Linked DNA regions of Rattus norvegicus: region 1 is linked to region 2. A link is a contact called in public Hi-C data. All regions are on one chromosome and are shown on one strand. The core of a region is the stretch at or near the end of the contact, and the rest is flanking DNA. Distances in the headings are between cores, read along the strand shown.

The links. A called contact is a pair of places that touch in the nucleus more often than the background predicts.
Region 1: a contact with region 2 is called in a Hi-C map of Schwann cells, with 5 times the contacts expected there. The contact joins the enhancer-like site here to the promoter of Ddx20 in region 2. A contact is called at or near these places in 11 of 12 Hi-C or Micro-C datasets (the A7r5 cell line, the Rat2 cell line, Schwann cells and 7 more) and 1 of 1 datasets of contacts at active chromatin or transcription factors (oligodendrocytes).

The regions. Positions count from the first base shown.
Region 1 is chr2:195,890,650-195,893,349 of GRCr8, forward strand. No RefSeq gene overlaps it. Among named protein-coding and RNA genes, the nearest start is that of Inka2, 18 kb to the left of the region's middle. Within about 2 kb of position 1,337, at least 6 of the 93 cell types and tissues checked have an H3K27ac peak or open chromatin away from gene starts, as enhancers often do. A contact at or near this core is called in Schwann cells, where this site is marked.
Region 2 is chr2:195,853,793-195,856,492 of GRCr8, forward strand. It overlaps Ddx20 (DEAD-box helicase 20), which reads right to left and starts at 1,304. Exons shown (of 11, transcript NM_001191711.1): 1 at 1,004-1,304; 2 at 520-614. The coding sequence starts at 1,304.

The sequences.
Region 1 (2,700 bases), core at 87-2,586, 37 kb after region 2:
CCCACTGGAGTCCTCGCTCCCTCACCACCCCCACGGTCCCCTGAAAGCATCTCTGTGCTGGTCAGAGGCCTTGAATCTGTCTTCCATAGCTCGGGGCCAACCTCTCACAGGGGATCTTAATCACTTTAAATTTTCCTTTTCTCTGCATCTCAAGCAGGATCCCTGACTGGATTCTACCCTGTGTAGAGACAAGAGGAGCCAGTGTTCTGTACCTTTGCTATCTGTAACTCTTCCCAACACTGCATCTCCCTTCTTCTGGTCAGGCAGAGTGGTTTTGGGTCAGGGCTTTGTAAGGATACCAGTTGGATGTGGGATCTGTGACTTGATTCTGTCTTCCTATCTGTCCCAAGTGTCAGAGACCTAATCTTACTCAAGTAGACCTTCAGCTAGCTTGATTGGCCTCGTTTCTGGCATTTCTCACCCACTTTACCCACCAAGGAGATGGGTTACCTTAAGTGCTTCAAGTTTTGGGTCTGCCTGAACTGTCCCAACAAGTTCAGTTCCTGCTCAGACTGCCTTTTCCAAGTTTGAGAGCCCCTCTCTTCCAGCCCTGTGTAGGTCTTGTCTGTGCCTTGGCCTAACCCTCAGTGCTTACTTGGATTGGTCAGTGGCTTCTGCTTCTGCAGTACTCTCCTTCTCCTGCAGACCTGTGGCCACCTCCGAGCTAGTGACTACTCAGCACCTTTGCTTCCGATACTGAGCACAGGGCTGCTGCCTGCGTGATCTCCACTTCTCAGGGAGCTCTGAGCTGAGCCAACCTTTAGTTTATCCTGTTTAGGAACCGCCAGTGGCCAAGCCTTTCTTAGCTGACCCCCTCCTACTTTGCTTTTCACAGCACCGGAAGTTCATTTCCCAGAAAAGAGGGGAGCCATGACCAGTTATTGTCAGAGCAGGAAACAGTAGACAGCCCCCTCCTCAAGCTGTTGTACAAAACTCTCCCTGCTTGGCTTCTCAAGCCAACTCTATTTTAATTCTGGCTGGCTGTGGAATCTACCTCACCTTCTGTTGTCACTGGACTGCTCAGGCCTTTCAGGTGATGATCTACTTTTCTCTCAATAGTTTCTGGAGAAGTCCTCTTTTGCCCTAGCCCCCCCGATTTCCTCCCTTTCTTGCCTAGCCTCTTTCCTCCAGCCTTCCTGACCTGGATCACCTCCATGGAGGTCCTTTTTCGTTTTTATTTAGCATCAGCATCTGGTCCCAGACCTTCCTACCCCAGGATGTTTTCCTAAATTGCCATGCTCTAATGGGAACACCAAGCTTGCTAGATCCTCCTCCCCTTATTGTGACTGTTAAGGGAGGGGTGGGGTGAGCAGTGTAGCAGGGAAGGAAACTGAGAGTTGGGTGGTGAGCGCCTTCTCTACCTCCAGGCCCACCTCTGGCTACACTCCAGGCATTGTCTCCCCACCAGGCCTTGCTTGCCAGAAAGGCAGAAGGTCCACAGGCACTTGTGTGGAAGTTGTGCAAGAGGGGTGGTCATCAGAACCCTACATAGGGTAGGGTGTGTGTGTGTGTGTGTGTGTGTGTGTGTGTGTGTGTGTGTGTGTGTGAGAGAGAGAGAGAGAGAGAGAGAGAGAGAGAGAGAGAGAGAGAGAGAGAAAGCGCTGGAATTAACTCCCTGGACTTACACTAGACCCACACTGCCACTGATCCACCACCTCCTCCCTAGGCCTGCATCAAGTACTTTGGGGATAAAAAAAGCAAGAAAAATTCTTCCAAATGAAATGAACCCGTGTACCAGCTCCCTGGCCACCTCAGACCATGTCCATGTTCAAGTCACACCCACCACTGGCCCAAGGACTTTGGTTATCATCACAGAGCCTTAGGCCAATCTGAGTGAAGCAACTGTTCAGAACTTCTGTTGAGATTCCAAGTATCAAGTAAGCTCAGATTCCAGAAAACGGTTTTCCAGCAGTGGCGTCAGGGGTCCAAAGAACTTCAAAGCTTTTTGGTGTAGGCCTTCCAACTCTGATGGAAATATAGGATCAAATAGTGTCTTCCCCCTTCTGTTAGCTCTACACCACTCACGAGGACAGGCAGGCTTCACCCCCACAGCTCCAAGTCCTACTTTTCAAATTAGGAAGGCTGACTGTCTAGCACTCCCTCATCCCAGATGTTCCTTGGGCAAGCTGACCAGGAATTGCATTAGTAGCTGTGGCCTGTGGATTTCTCACCCACAAGAAGGGCCTGATAATGGGATGTCAATGAAGAAGCTGGTACCTACCAGACGTGACTAAAAGCTATGACAAAGCATAACCTTAGACAGAGGGGTTGCTGCCTGTGATGTAAGGACAGAGAGGGAGAGCTAGCACCTACAGAACACCCAGAGTGTCCTGCCTATGCTAACCTGAGGGGAAACTAACCATGTCAGTTGACACAGAACTAAGGGTCAGAGCTTTTTTTCCCAATCCTCTCTGACAACTTTGTGAGCCAAATTGTCGGGAGCTGGTGCCTCATAAGGAATGCTGAATATATGAGTGTTTTGTCTTCATGTATATATATTCACCTGTGTGCAGGGCAGTGCCCATGAAACCAGAAAAGGGTCAGTATCCCCAGAACAAGAGCTGCCATTTGGGTTCTGGGCCTTCTTCAAGAGCAACAAGTGCTCTAATGTACTGAGCCCCACACCCCACACCCCAGCCCACAACAGTGTTCCTGATGACATAGTATTGATTCTATGTTGTGTTTTTTGTGATTTTCCTT
Region 2 (2,700 bases), core at 54-2,553:
GCTGCTTAACCCCTAGTGCCTAGGATACCATTCATATGTAACACTGGCCGAACAAAGCTTTTTAATGAACAACCCCCCCAACCCAAATCTACTAATTTGAGTAAAATAATCCTAAAACCATCAGAGGCAACCTAGAAAATGAGAGATCAATACAACACACTCGCAAGGCTTTGAGAATCATCTGAAATTTCTGCCCTAGCATAGCATATAATCCAGAACTTCTACCTTCTATGTCTAACCCCAATCCAGTCAGTAACAGAATTTTTAATTATGTAATGATTCCAATTGACAAATAGTCAAGATGTACTTATTACAGAAAATTACAAGTTTAAAATACTAATAATGATATTCTTGGCCACAACTCACCAAGGTTACCACCTCGATTACTTCTGTAACTTTCATGTGCTTTGGTTCCCGTTCATAATAAAACTCACCATCTGTAGGAGCTACTAGTTTTTCATAACTCTCAATAGAGTCCACGTGCTACACACACTCTTCTGGATCCTGAGTTAAACTCACCTGAGTACTATAGTTTTCAAGAATAAGGGAGTCCAGAGCAATGGTGGAGAATACACAAGTTTTTCCAGTGCCAGATTTAGCTTGAACAATTAAATCTGAGGAAGAAAAGAATTATATATGTATCATTACCGAGATTCACTGAAGCCACCAGATACCAGATACCAAATACGGGAAAAGAGAACGAACAGGTTCTTTCCTATGAGCACCTAGTTGCCACCTGTATTTTAGTTGACTCTCAGACGTGCAGGAGGCGTGCTTGATACCTCAATCTCTTAACCACCGAGCTATTTCTCCTAACCCCTTGCCCCCTGAATCTCTACCGCTGATCTTCTCCAACTTGGACTCCAGGCTAGAAACAGAAAGTCTTAAGCATCTTCAAATTCAATTGCGCGCCTACAGCCTGGCCTGAGCCCTGCAATGGCGCGGACCGGGAGCTCTCTGGGGCCACGCCGCCACCCTGCCTCCGGCTGGCCCTGGTCCTCACCAAGCCCGCAGCGCCCCAGCGGGATGGCCTTGAGCTGCACGGGAGAGGGCCTCTCGAAGCCGGCCGCCCGCAGCCCCTCCAGCACGGGCCGCGACAGCAGCAACGACTCGAAGTCCGCAGGCTCCGCCAGCACCACGTCCCCGGTACGTGTGCGCGGCCCGCCGATGTCGTGAGCGGTCCGCAGGTTCCACGGGGAGGCGGGAGTTGGCTCCGCAGCCGGAACCGGTGCGGCCTCAAGCTCCGCCGCCATAGCGGATTCGGAGGTTGTCGAGGCCGGTAGAGCTTCAAACGCCGCCGCCATGGTAGCCGCGCCTCCAGATCTCGCGATATTTACAGTTGAGGCGGGGCCCCTGGGAGCGAGAAGGAGAAAAACTTTATTGGCTGTTTCCCCGAGAAGACACGGACACACCTGGAAGTGGAGGGGAAGAACGGAAGTCGGAGGCTGATACTCTAGCGGGAGAAAAAAAAAATGTAGCCTGAGGAAGAAGCGGGAAGAGCGAGGGAAGATTAGGCTACCAGTGTGTTGCCGCCCGCGGCCTGCAGAGGGCGTCGCGTGCCCTTGGTGGGCGCGTCGCGTGCCCTTGGTGGGCGCGCCGCCCACCTCCTGCGGCTCTGAGGGACAGGCCGCGCCGCGCTGCTCCAGAATCGAGCGTCCACTAGGTGCTTTGTGACGCAGCTCGCGAGTCGGTCGCCGCCCGGGCTGGAGTCGGCTCCCTGGGTCGAGCTCGACTGTAAGCCAGGCCGTCTTCGCTCTCCATAACCTTTCTCATGGTCTCTGTGGTCTCAGACAGCGCCCGGAAACGACGGCTTTTACCACGCCAGCACAGCCCTGTCATGTAGGTGCCCCCGGCGCTTAGCACAGTGCGGAGCGCGTGACCGGAGTCGCCTAGTATTTAAGTGGAAGCCTGAACTGGATGCCAACCCCTAGGGTCTGCTTGATCGCTCGCTCGAAACCCTAGGCTAATAGACGTCTCGGGTTCAACGGATCTTTTGTGTGCCCTTCTTCCGTTCTCGGGTGGGCAACTAGCACACCATTTACCCTTCCTCTAGACCCGTTCATGTCCTACCCTGTCACAGAGGCCTTTCTTGAAATCTTAAGTCGCTTCCATCCTGACTGCTTCTTGGCCTTTCCCATTATTCCCACCACTAACCCCATGTTTGATTATTTGGTTTGGTTAGCATAGTTGGTGGGTTTGTTTTCTAAATCAGAGTCTCCCTATGCCCGCTCAGGCTGGCCTCACATTGGAAATCCTCCTGGCTCAACTTTTCAAATACTGAGATGACAGGTGTGTGCCACCATACCTGTCAGTTTCTTCATGATAACTACCTATGTTTATTGTCTCCCCCACTTTCCACGAGGACAGAAAGCTGTTCTGATTTGTTCTCTTCTGTCTGGTACGAGAAACATAATCTGACACGTTACTAAACAATACTGTTTTTTGAAAGAACTCTTAGAACAAAGCTTTAGTTAGGCTTCCAAATTTAAGCATATCTATTACTTTTCTCATTGATGATGATGGACTGAGCCTCAGAACCTGTAAACCAACCCCAGTAAATGTCCTTTAAAAAGTTGCCTTGGTTATGGTGTCTGTTTACAGCAATGGAAACATTAAGACAGATGCTGATGCTTAGAAATTAACAAAGCACTAAGCAAGCATCCTCTATCCGCATGAAGAACTAAAGATCTCAAGGTTCCT